Regions from separate parts of the Danio rerio genome. Here region 1 is linked to region 2. A link is a contact called in public HiCAR-type data. All regions are on one chromosome and are shown on one strand. Each heading gives the region's core, a stretch centred on a gene start, on an enhancer-like site or on the middle of the called end of the contact. The rest is flanking DNA. Distances are from core to core; before and after follow the strand shown. Region 1 holds the start of pon2 (paraoxonase 2). Region 2 holds the start of si:dkey-56f14.7.

The links. HiCAR-type assays count read pairs that join an accessible place to other places.
Region 1: a HiCAR-type map of caudal fin shows a contact between it and region 2, with 4 times the contacts expected there. The contact joins the promoter of pon2 here to the promoter of si:dkey-56f14.7 in region 2. A contact is called at or near these places in 2 of 18 Hi-C or Micro-C datasets (embryo and an unstated tissue) and 2 of 4 datasets of contacts at active chromatin or transcription factors (caudal fin and embryo).

What each region holds. Positions count from the first base shown.
Region 1 is chr16:25,964,843-25,970,996 of GRCz12tu, reverse strand. It overlaps pon2 (paraoxonase 2), which reads left to right and starts at 4,098. Exons shown (of 9, transcript NM_212734.1): 1 at 4,098-4,203; 2 at 4,341-4,411; 3 at 4,840-4,892; 4 at 5,052-5,217; 5 at 5,415-5,541; 6 at 5,630-5,830; 7 at 5,951-6,032. The coding sequence starts at 4,127.
Region 2 is chr16:25,903,125-25,909,712 of GRCz12tu, reverse strand. si:dkey-56f14.7 reads right to left here and starts at 4,162. Exons shown (of 10, transcript XM_073925412.1): 1 at 3,884-4,162. It overlaps fxyd6l (FXYD domain containing ion transport regulator 6 like), which reads left to right. Exons shown (of 9, transcript NM_001201419.1): 2 at 4,724-4,780.

The DNA.
Region 1 (6,154 bases), core at 2,849-5,348, 61 kb before region 2:
AAGGGACTAAGCCGACAAAAAAAAATGAAAGGAAATGAACTCAACATTTCTGTAGTTACATAGTGTACTAAGACCAGAAATCCCAATCTGGTGTAATAATCAAGGGACATTGCTTTCGTACATGGCTGCAGCAGGCGCAAGGATAAGCTTCCTTGATTATCATGCCAGAATGAGAGAGTTCCTACTTTGAAGCCATATTGTCCTTCTAGAAAATTATAACTTTTCAATTTTCATTGATCTTAGTACAGACTGTAACTACAGAAAGTTTAGCTTTAAATAGCAAAAAATGTCAAAAAATCCTTTTTCAATTTTTTCATTTTTCTAATGGTCTAATCTGATTCAATGGTTTATGCTGAGCTAAGCTAAATATACTCCCACAAGACCCAGAGCTTGGCTGACAGATTAATAATGGTTGTAATCAACTGTTTAAGACAGCTTCAATCAACTGTTAACTCTAGAGGACTTGTAAGCCTATAAAAACAGAGGAGTGTTCCTTTAATTTAATCAGTCAACCGTGGGAGTATGTCAAAAACTGTTTTTAAAACCCTATATATACATTTTTTAACCCTATAGGAAGCTCTTGTGCAATCAGTGTGCTCACAAATGCAACAGCGGTTTTGAACAGTTTTGAACGAATATGAACAGTGATTGTCGAATTTGTTGCATAACTGGTAAGGCAGGTATTTCAGTTTTCTTAAATCCCCACCCCAGTATAGCCCTTCTAGCATGACAGTTCAAAAAGACCGTCACTCATTAATGAGTAAAGCCGAAGCTTCATCTGCCATGGTTCGTTCACTCCCAAGTGCATACATCAGTGCAATGAAGAGAAAAATATGCAGAGAAAAATGTTAGTGAATCACAGGTAAAATGCCACAGTCTTTGCAAAGGGTGTGTTGATGTGCTTTCAATGTGAAATATGCTCTTGCAGCTTGCCATTGTCAAACACAAACACAGTTTACTTAAAGGTATTTTACAAAAAAACAATTGACACCACAGAATGACACATTTTAGTACTCTGTAAATCATGGTAATTAACAGTAGATCTGTAGCTTGTGATTCGTAGGAGTTTTTTTTTTTGTTTATTTTTGCTTTTGAAGTGAATTATGGAATCATGATCTTTGCTTTGACACTTCTTGATGTTGACACTTTTACTTTAAAGTGACTATGAATGACACTTTAATTAGTTTGAAAATACTGGGGTTGTCGTAAATTATAGTATAAAAACAGGGTTAAAGCTGCCATTTTGAGATTAAGTATATCAGTATAATTTTTTTATTCATATATATCACTATTATTTTAGTATCTTGCAACAGATAAGACATTGTAAATTAATTATACTGGATTGCTTTAATGTAACTGACATAAAAGCATTTTGATTTGCTGCAAAAGTATTATTTTTCATGTTTAATTGCATATTTTGAATTTAGATCCGGCGGTTCATTCCACTGTGGAGACCCTAGATTAATAAAGGGACTAAGCTGAAAAGAAAATGAATGAATGGATGAATGAATGAATGAATGAATGAATGCATGAATGAATGAATGAATGAATGAATGAATGAATGAATGAATGACTTTAGATCCTTTATATTAGCCCTGATGTAGTATTTTATTAATTTTTAAAAATGTTGTACATGTATTGAAATCTGTTCATTTTAAATGAAGAACTACATGGCACCAAGAAAGTATGTTACAAGGATAAAAAAACAAGGATACAAGGATTTAAAAATACAGGATAGTTGAAATACGTCACAATTAAAATGTGCTGTTGATTATCATCATGGAGATATAATAATATTACAAATAATGTTCATGCTTTACTTCTTACCACCTCTTAGGATCTAGCCAGAGGAATTAATTGTGGTTTACCTGTGTATTTTTAAAGAAATGCTGACTAGTTAAATGACCTGAAACCTTTATAGTTAGGTTTTAACCAAAAATATGCTAATTAAAAATTTATGATAGGCATGTTATTTCATTCATTCATTGCATTTTCTTTTTGACTTTATTAGTCAATAGTTGTATTAGTCCCTTTATTATTCAGGGGTGCCACAGTGGAATGAATCGGCATTCTATCCACCATATGTTTTACGCAGCTGATGCCCTTCCAGCTGCAACCTAGTACTGGGAAACATCCACACACTCATTCAAACACATACACTACAGACAATTTAGCTTGCTCAATTCACCTATAGAGCATGTCTTGTGGGGGAAACCGTAACACCCAGAGGAAACCAGCGAACACAGGGAGTACATGCAAACTACACACATAAATGCCAGCTGACCCAGCCGAGGCTCGAACCAGCAACCTTCTTGCTGTGAGGCGATTGTGCTACCCATTGTGCCACAGTGTCACCCGGCATGTTATTTGTCAACTACAATTTAATGCTGTTCTGTATATCAATAAGCAGTGAGCAGTTACATCATGATAATAAATGTTGCACCCTAAAGCAGAGAGATGTACTATAATAGAAGAATGTGATTAATGGTTTTAAAGGAATTCAGCATTCATAATGCCTTTATTTAGATCATATAGGTCTCAAACTCGATTCTTTAAGGGCCACAGCTCTGCAGTTTTAGTCCAACCCTAATCAAACACTTCTGATCCAAATAATCAAGGTGTTCAAGACTTCTATACTATTATGCAGGTGTGAGTTGGAGGTTGTTGAAGCTAAACTACACAAAGCTGCTGCTCTTCAGAAATTGAGTTTTAGACCATTAATTTAGATCACCAACCCAGCAGAAATACTGGTAAAATCTTATTAGAAATTATGATATTTTGCAACATTGTTATACTTAGATTTAAAGAATTCTGATCAAAATTACACATATGTTTAATATTCTACATCGACTATAATTTTTTGCTCCAAACACACCACACGGTTATATAAACTTAAAGCACTGCTAATGCACAAGGAACACACATTTTATTTGTATTGCTAATTCAATCGTTTTTGCCATTTGTATGTAAGGATTTGATTTAGATCTAACATAACCAGGCTTTATGTTTTGTGTAACGTGTGAATGCTATAAAAAATAGGTATGCAACAGTGCCCACTACTGGCCAATAGATGCTACTACAGTAAGAACCTGAGACAAAATAGTACACTATATCGCTTAATCAAAGCTATTGGATGCTTAGAATAAAACATCATTCTCTTGGCACTCATTTAATCGTCTGTAAAAAAAATAAATAAATACAAAATAATACAAAATAATTCAAAAAGCAATCTTATTGGCTGTTGTTACCATTCAAATATTTGCTCTTAACCCAATATTTTTTTTTCTAATGAAGCCTTTTCAAACTCACAGACCTCTGACTTATTCATACAAAAGATTAATACATAACTTCTGCATGAAAGGAGACATCTCAAGGTTGGTTTGCATGTTAAGTGCGTAATTAAGAGAGGATAAAGGCAAAACACAGAGGCACGTCTCTGAATGGGGTCACTGCCAAAATACATGTTAATGAAGAAAATGCAACTGGGTCAACTGTGTGAATTAACAAAGTAAAACTTCAAATGAAGCACTTTAGAGGGGGTGGACTTTGAAACAGTGTGTTGCCAAATCTCCTAATATTACTGATATTAACAAGAAAAATAAGTAAAATTACATCAATAACTATAGATAATTCTAGATAGATTTTATTATTATATTTGACAATTCCAGAACTGCAACTTACAAATAAATATGCTTCCGTTGGTGTAATATGTATACATTAATAATACACCCCCCCCCCCACACACACACACACATGTCACTTTGAATATGAGTTGCACGTACCAAAGATGTTTACTATTAAGTATATTTTAAGTTTTTAAAATTAAATTAAAACATTTCAGATTTAATTTTAAAATATGCAGTTTGGACAGTAGATGGTGATATTTGGCAGCTGTGATTTGGGCTATGTTCAATAGACGTTATGCTATTTTGCCACATATTTGGGATAAATATCTGTATGGTATGTATGCCAAGTTAAGATTAATTCCTGGAACGATACTCTCAAAAACAAGAGCCCCTTGTGGATTATATTTGTAGATTGTCAGTTATTTCAAAAGTAAGTAAAGCGTACAATGAGCGGACATGGCAACACTGATGGTGTTTGTGCGCTGGACTTTCAGACAGTTATGGGCACGTTAGCTTTTCTCTCGCTTGCGGTTGTCGCTTTTGCAGTTTTGATAGGAGAAAGACTCATTTCATTAAGGTTTGTTCATCCGTCCTATTTATATAGCGACTTGTTCCAACATTTGTGGCTATGCATATTAGTTCATTTGTGCATAACTATTGCACATGACCACAATCGTGTCAGTGTTTTGCTCAGCCTTTTTGTCTTCTCCACAGGCATGTAGCGCTTTCCTACAGAGAACTAACCCAGAACTATCTTCCTAACTGCAATTTTATAGAGGGCATAGGTTAGTATTGCCTTCACTTGAGGTCATGATTCATTTCCTTGTTTTTACTGATGAACTAAACCGAATGCTGTGTAAAATAATATACATTTTTAGGTTCATGTAATGTAAAGTTTCATTGGCAGTGAAGGTTTTGTTCTTAATGGCCACTTGTGTATACACTAAATATGGACACACATATAAACAAATACCAGCATTGGGATAATTTTTTTCAATCAAGTTTAAATGACAACTGTCAGCTGAAGAATTGGGCTTGTTCATATTAGACCCTCCTATGAATTACCACCCAGCATTTTTAGAGTGTAAATTTGACACTGCAAATTAATGTTGTGATGATCTGTGTGTATTATGCAAAACATATATTTCATGTGTTGTACTATATCATATAACATTTGAACATAATATGTTATACACTTAATGTGTTTGAACAGATTTTGGGGCTGAAGATATCACCATACTTGATGGATTGGCCTTTCTTAGTACTGTATGTAAATTAATTAATCTGTAATTTATTGGGCCACTGATGATGTCTCCATAAAAGTACTTATTTGATTTAATATCAATTTTGCTAAAAGCACATTGTTAAATTGCCAAACTGTACAAGTGTAGATTTTACTGTTGACGGAAAATGAATTCTGCATAGGGCTTGAAGTATCCTGGTGTACCATCCTACTCAGAAGACCCAGGAAAGATCTACACACTGAACCTGTTGGACTCTGAACAAAAAATTAAAGTACTACACATCAGGGGAGACTTTGACAAAGACTCCTTTAATCCACATGGAATCAGTGTGTACACAGATGATAAAGGTTTGTCTTTATATTAAATTACTTTATTATTTAAAGTTTTAAGTTACATTTTCTTTTTGAATTGCATCTACACTTGACGCATGCATACAGTAAGTTTATATCTACCCTCAACAGAAATAGTTATTGCAAATGTTCAAATTGATTGATTGTGATATAACTTAATTGTATGTCAATTCTTCCTCTCTCTTTCTTCACAGATGGTGCAATATACCTGTTTGTTGTTAATCATCCTCAAGGCAAAAGTCAAGTGGAGATTTTCAGATTTTTGGAGAATGAAAATGCTCTTGAATACTTAAAGACCATTAGGCATGAGCTCCTGCACAAGTATGTGCTTTTTAAAACTACAATATTTGTGTAACCATAAAACTAATCTGAAATTAAAGTTCATTTTTATTGTGTGTGTATTTGTTAGCGTGAATGATATAGTGGCTGTGGGGACTGAAAGCTTTTATGCCACCAATGATCATTACTTCACCAATGACATTCTGAAGATTGTGGAGCCATTTCTCTCTTTGCCGTGGTGTGATGTGGTTTATTACAGTCCTGAGACTGTGCAAGTTGTGGCAGGAGGATTCTTATCTGCCAACGGCATAAACATCTCCCCTGACAAAAGGCAGGTTGCAGAAAAAAAGATTTGTACTGTTTAAAGTACAAAGTAATAAAAGATTGTCAATGCATTTGTCATGCAATTATGCGTTTCATATGCAATTAATACAATAATGTTTCATTTCAGACACTTGTATGTATCACATATTCTGAAGCACACAATTGCTGTCTTGGAAATACAGAAAAACACTGTATTGTCTCATGTAAAGGTAAACACAATTGTTTCCACCTATATAGTTATATTTTGTTTACCTCAAATAAAACAATAAATAGTGTAGATCATGCTATATAAGTTAGATAAGTTAAATAATAAAGTTCAGCAATAATTATT
Region 2 (6,588 bases), core at 2,913-5,412:
TAAAGCGTATGGCGCAAAAAGCACTAAGGGCGTGTCTGAATTCACAATTTAAAAGATGGAAAAATACACTATGCGCCCTGGTGCATGGTCAAACAGATTTGGGCTTATTCTCTTAAGTTATGGGTGTGTTTTAGGTATAACATGCATTAAAGAAATCAGAGTCTCATCGTTGACTCTTGGCAGACTTTCATAAGACATGCATTAGCCTACACATTTCATTTCAATTGTTAAGCGCTAATATTTGTATTTCTAAATTCGGTTATAATTTCCAGCAAACAAACACACATCCTATTCTTATGCCCCACTCCAAACAGGTGGACAAATCTGAACTTGTTTTTATTAACACAAATATAAATATGCATATTAAATAATACTAATAATAATAACATTATACAAATGCAAATTGTCATGAACGAACTGAATAAACTAATTTCTAGAGTTTTATTTTATTTTTTTTATCCCTCCCTCTTCTTTGTACTATTTGGTCGTGGCCTAATGATGCACATTTTCTCTTGTAGTTCACCTGTTTAGCTGAACACAGTCATCAAAAAGGAAAAACATGCAGGGTGTTTTGCTGCACCTTAGTGTCGGAAAAGTGTCAGTACATTCTTTACTTTTTTCCAAGTTGTTACAGCTGTGCATCTGTTGAAGGGCGCCATCATGAGGATTTCTGTATAACAGCAGACCTCTGTATTTATAGTTTTGTAGTGTGCCTTTTATTATGAATCTCCTGACTGAAAGAGAAACACTGAAGCAGTATGTTGATGAAGCCAAATGGTTAAATTATTGCAAAAGATTCTGAGAACACTGTACGCTTTATCAGAAAGTGACAAGTGTGTGGCGCAACAGTCATACTCCCTACAAAGGAATGAGTTCCAAGCACTCCCTTTATTTTGTGTTAAGCCCCTGGGTGTTGTGCAAAAAACTATCTCTGGAATTTGTGGAATTCTGTGAGTCGCTTGTAAACTGATGATCATTGTTATTTGTCTTAGATTCTACTCAACCCAAAATATAGGCCTTCTGCTCACTACAAGTGTATGTTCAGACTTGGCAGGTTTGCATAAAAACAAATACGATTTCTCTGTTGTGTGGTTCACTTGACTAAATGTAAATAGTGCTAGCCAGTGTGCACCAAAAGCAGAAGGCTATACAGAAAAACAAACTCTGGTGATTTTATTTTTATTTTTTGACAAAGAACATGAACACACAACAAGGACTAAACCAGAGATGCCCAAACTAGGGTCTGCGGGCCAAAGTTGGCCCATGGTAACCTTTGATTTGGCCCGCCATCCCATCTGAGAGGGAAAATGATGGGGATGGTTTAGAGATTGTCATTTTAAATGTAATTCATCCTTTTATTTGTTTGTTATAACAAATAAAAGATTAAATGTTTAAATTCAAGTGTCATTTAATCAAATTTAATTTCAAATGTACACAGTCACCCGACAGATAGAGGCAAAGGCAGATTCTGCTTAAGTGTATTCAGCGTTGATCTCCATTGTGTTAGAATGTACATTTTTATGAATTTATTGCAAACAGTTATAATTCTAAAAAAGTTATACTGCATTAGTTAATATGATTCAAAGTAATGTTTTCCATTTATTTTTAAATATTACGAAATTAATTAGGAAAATACCCATGACAGCTTTAATGTAAAATAGTTTGGTATATTTATCTTCGGCCCATGGCTATCAGTGATACTTGTTTTTTGGCCCGTCATACGAAAAAGTTTGGGCATCACTAGACTAAACAAACCAAAACCAGGGCTTGATGTTGTAAGATGTGACATCAAAAAATATATGCAGAATATGCAGCATAGATGTTTTCTCTTCATGGTTGTAATGTTACAGATTACAGTTCCATATAGGCACCGGAAATACATCTCTTTGCAGCAAATCTATCTAAGTGAGTTTGATCGGGGATTTAGTTTTGACCCCTTTTTCTTTTAAAGGACAACATTTTCTTTTCTGGTCTAAATTGAAAGAACCAAGAGAACTGAACCACAACAGCACACCTTTTTCCTTTTGACTTGAACTTTTGACTTCTCAGTACAGTATGTCAACATAAATCAATTTCCCGTATGAATAGGAAAACTCCTGTCAATATGAAACCCAATATGATTAGATTGGACTTATACTGTAAAAGTTAATAACAGACATAATGAATCACATTTATTGTTCCTTTGCAATACAGTTAGACAGATTTGGAGTTTTCCATGCATTTCTTATTTTCAAATTGGTGACTCTGATCCAGGGGTGGATTTAGTGCCCCAAGTCTAGATGTTTATTGGGCCATCTACCTTGGTTATTGATTAAATCCGCCCCTACTCTGACCATCAGGAAACCACTTGTATGGGCTGTTTTTTAATTACTGTGACAAGACATGGATGTCAAGAGTTTTTTTGCCAGCAAAACTTGGCTAAAATGTGGCTGTAATAGACCACACCTTTGGCTGGCTGAAATTGCATTGGAATGATGGGGTAACCATAGCAACAATGAATTGTAAGGCTGGACAAATAAAATAAAACTATCACTTAAATGATATTTAGAAACCATGTCTTGTTCTTTTAAGGTGGGCTAGTATTTGTATCCTATAGCTCAATATAGCATGGCTACAATGATGGCTACAGAGCGCTTCCCTTGAAAACTATGGTAAACATCTTAAGGTCAGTGTAACTCATTAATGCTTTGTATGTAGAGCATCTCTAATGTGGAATGTCTATAAGTATAGTATCTCTGACGAACGCTCTCAATCAATAGCCCAGAACAAAGCTCGCGCATCATATAGGCGTCTCTGTTGACTGATGAACAAAACAAACGAGATTGCGCCCTGAATAAATCCTATAGAAATGCCTTTAAAGGTCTATTCCTTGCCTGCCTCCACCTATGGGTCAGAGGTCTGCCGTGTAGCGATGATAAACCGGGAAAGGCGGAGTCTCGCTCCTCTACACGGGCGCGCGTTCGAACATCACTAATCATAGTTGTGGTCATGACACCACACGTATAATTATTTACAGTCAGCTCACGGTTTACAGAATAGATCTTTTAAAACTCATACAAGAAGATTTTTTCCATTTCATTCTATAGAAATTTGCAGAAAGTGTCGTCAAAAGATTGCCCGAGGGATTTTTTGTCTGGATCAACAAGCTGGTAAGACTTTTCATGCGCTTTGCATTTGTCCTAAAGTTAAATGAGTGATTACTTGGCGCAAGATTTATTTTTTTATTTTTTGCAAAACTACCACATGGCTCTTTTTAAATGGTTTCTGTTTGTGAGATCTGTTCTAATCGATCTGAACAAATTCAGGTGATTAATAAATTCAGCTGCTTGTATTCCTGCAGCTTTAAGTGTTTGTTTAATTGGTTGATTCCCATTTCTTTGTTGAGCATTCACAAGAATTTTGATTATATCGACAGCCGGAGCACGTGACATGTAGGAGATATCACATTACTGCTCCTTGAGCGTTGTTTTGCAGAGCCAGTTTCACGTTTTTAATCGCGTTCTCGTTAGAAGGGTTACTGGAGTACAGGATTAGTTGTGTTAAATGAAAAAAAAAGCTTTTCTGCAACCATCATGCGATTCAGCGAAAACCCACGAAAGTGGGTTATTTTGGGGGAGGGGGTTTTCTGTGTCTTGGTGCCACAATTGTAGAGCATATGGGCTCCTCCTCCTCAATATTTATCATGTGTGGTAATGCATAAGTCACACATCTGTGCACTAGTTTGCTCTTGTACTGGGGTTTCTCTGTGCACACTGGATTGGGTTTAATCTAAATTGTACTTCACTCGAATCAGTCATTTGCTGCTGTGATTTTTTTTTTGAGTTTGTTTTCTGGTATGTGTTTAGAGTTACAGCTAAAATGCTCACTTACGTAAGCCACTTACCGAATATCAGTTGGAAATGCCACACCCCACAACCATGTCCCAGGGGCTCCTTATCCCACCGTTTTGAGGTGGACCTCCAAAAATAGAGCCGTTTCGCCATTCTTAGCACCCGTAGACAGAAACATGCTGAGGTACTGAAAGAGATCCTTTTTGTGCAGTTCATCTGTACCTCATGGTAAATTTAAAAGCGTTCACACATTTTGCAAGTTTGATTTGATTAAAATGACCTGAAATATGAATGCACCACTGAATAAAGATGTCTAAAAGAACTAAAAACAGGAAGTGAGGTCACAAAATGCGACCATAAAAAGACAATGCACAAACATACCAGTTTTTTCCCACCTCATGTTTACAATGTTAATCATTACAGGCTTTATACATGCTTCTCATTGAAAGAGAATTTTAATTTGTGTTAGAGGAAATCCTGATGAAACTAATAACTGTTGAAATGATAAGAATATAATCGTGTTAATGCACTCAATACAAACCTATAGTTAAGTGCTCAGCATTGATTAGCAAAACACAATTTAAAACCTTTTGTGTGTGTTTCTCTTAAGCTTCCAAGTTAAGATACCCACCCTAAACCATCTTTCTAAGTTCCGATGGATTGAACAGTACAACTGGAAACACATTATATCCAAAAGCAAAGGCATCAACAAATGCCAGAACCAGTGCTTCAATTCATAGTTGAAAAGAAACTTCATTTTCGAGTATTATGAGGGAAGTGAGACTTCTTTAGTCAGGATTATAACGCTTCCCACAAGAACTCAAGTATGTGTGTAAAATGTAGCATAGACTCAAGACAGCCCAGTGTCTCTCACTTGCTTGTTTTGTTTTCAGACAAGATGGAACTTTGTGTTGCTGCAGCGCTTTTGTCCTTCTTCACTCCAGCTTTGGGTGAGTGCTATTGCTTTTGTTCTCGATTTGCTCTACTGGTTTCTTTGAATTGCCTTAAAGAAACATTTTCTATGCTGCTTCGAGAAATATAATGTTTTTATGTCAAGTCGAAATCCTCCTAATAGTTTTGTTAAATAATGTCTGTAGACAATAACATATAAAACAGACTGTCCACACTGACTCTTCTTTAGAGTAATTAAATGTGTGCATGTACTGTATGCAGGATCAGCTTTTGGCAGGGTAATGCCAGGTAAGTGTGTAGAAAGTTAGAGTTTTTGTGATGTGAGTGATAAAAAAAGCTGAATTTCAAGTTTTCTGTGTTACTGTCTGATGTTGATTTGCATAGTGTTTGTTTTCATTAATAGAACTTGTCTGTTTATGTTTAATAACTTGACTAGACCATGTTTTTTTCTGTTACTGGAGCCGTTTGTGCAGTTTTGGCATTTTGTGTTTATGGCATCCTTTGTTAAACGGTCACACCGTGTCTTGTTTCTGCCAGTGATTACACCTTTCCCTGAAGGGTTTTTCTGAAAAGCTCATGAAGTAACCGTACTCTCACACCACGAGGCTTGAGAGTTTTACATGTGTGCCAGCGCAGCTCATGTTGTATCTACACTTCGGTACATGCAGTTCTGCTACACTGTCTGTAGCAAGTTTTGACAGAAAGAGACTTTAGGATTGATCGACCTGATAATAATTTAGCAACTATTGGAGTGTTTGTTTTGCAATAAGATTTGTCCACTTTTAAAAAAATGCAGCACTAAAAATCCAACTTTCCTTTGGATTTTTGCAAGAACTACTGCATTCTCAGACTCCAAGCCTGTGTTGTTGCCAAGACAAACATTTAAATGCACAATTTAAGCACAGGACTTGGACTGACCAGTGTGAACTTGTGTAAATCCAGCACACATAACATGCAGCAATAAATATTGTTTTTTTGCTCACCGGAATGTGAAAGTGTTTGCATCAGTGCTTTGTCCATTGTTTTTTTGAAAGGAACAGAGAGAGAGAGAGAGAGGGAGTGAGAGATCATTACGGATAACCAAAGTCTTACAGTCAGACCATTCATAATGTTTAATTGGAGATTTGGAGCGATGCCTTCAACATTCTTGTTTACAGAGAGCAGCTCCTCTGAAAAGACTCTTTAAAAACATCTAGGTCTGTTGTCTTTACACTAAGAAATATGTGACAAAAAGGGTAAATGTCTTATATTAAATATAAAAAACAGAGGAGTTCTTAAAATAGATTTCTTATACATCTTATTTCTTATATGCACCTTATGTAAAGCTGCTTTAAAGCAATAATTATTGTAAAAGCACCATACAAATACATTGAATATAATAAGTTGAAAAATAGTATATACAGTTGAAGTCAGAATTATTAGCCCCCCTTTGAAACTTTTTTTTCTTCCTTATATTTCCCAAATTATGTTTTATAGAGCAAGGAAATTTTCACAGTATGTCTGATAATATTTTATCTTCTGGAGAAAGTCTTATTTTTTATTTTGGCTAGAATAAAAGCAGCTTCAAAAAAAAAAAAAACATTTTAAGGTTAACATTATTATCCCCTTTAGTTTATGTGTATTTGTTTAAAGGGTCAGTGCACATTAATAAACATTACTGTAAAATGTGCCAGATTTAGCCAAGAAAGGCTATTTTTCATTTGCAGACCCCTAACAGAATGTAAAAAAGTCGCATCTAAAATAGAAGCACAGCATAATAACATAGACTACGCTACCATATATAAAATAAAATAAAAAAGCAAAAAACAAAAACAGATTGATAAGAGCAGAAGGGGACAAAAAAGTC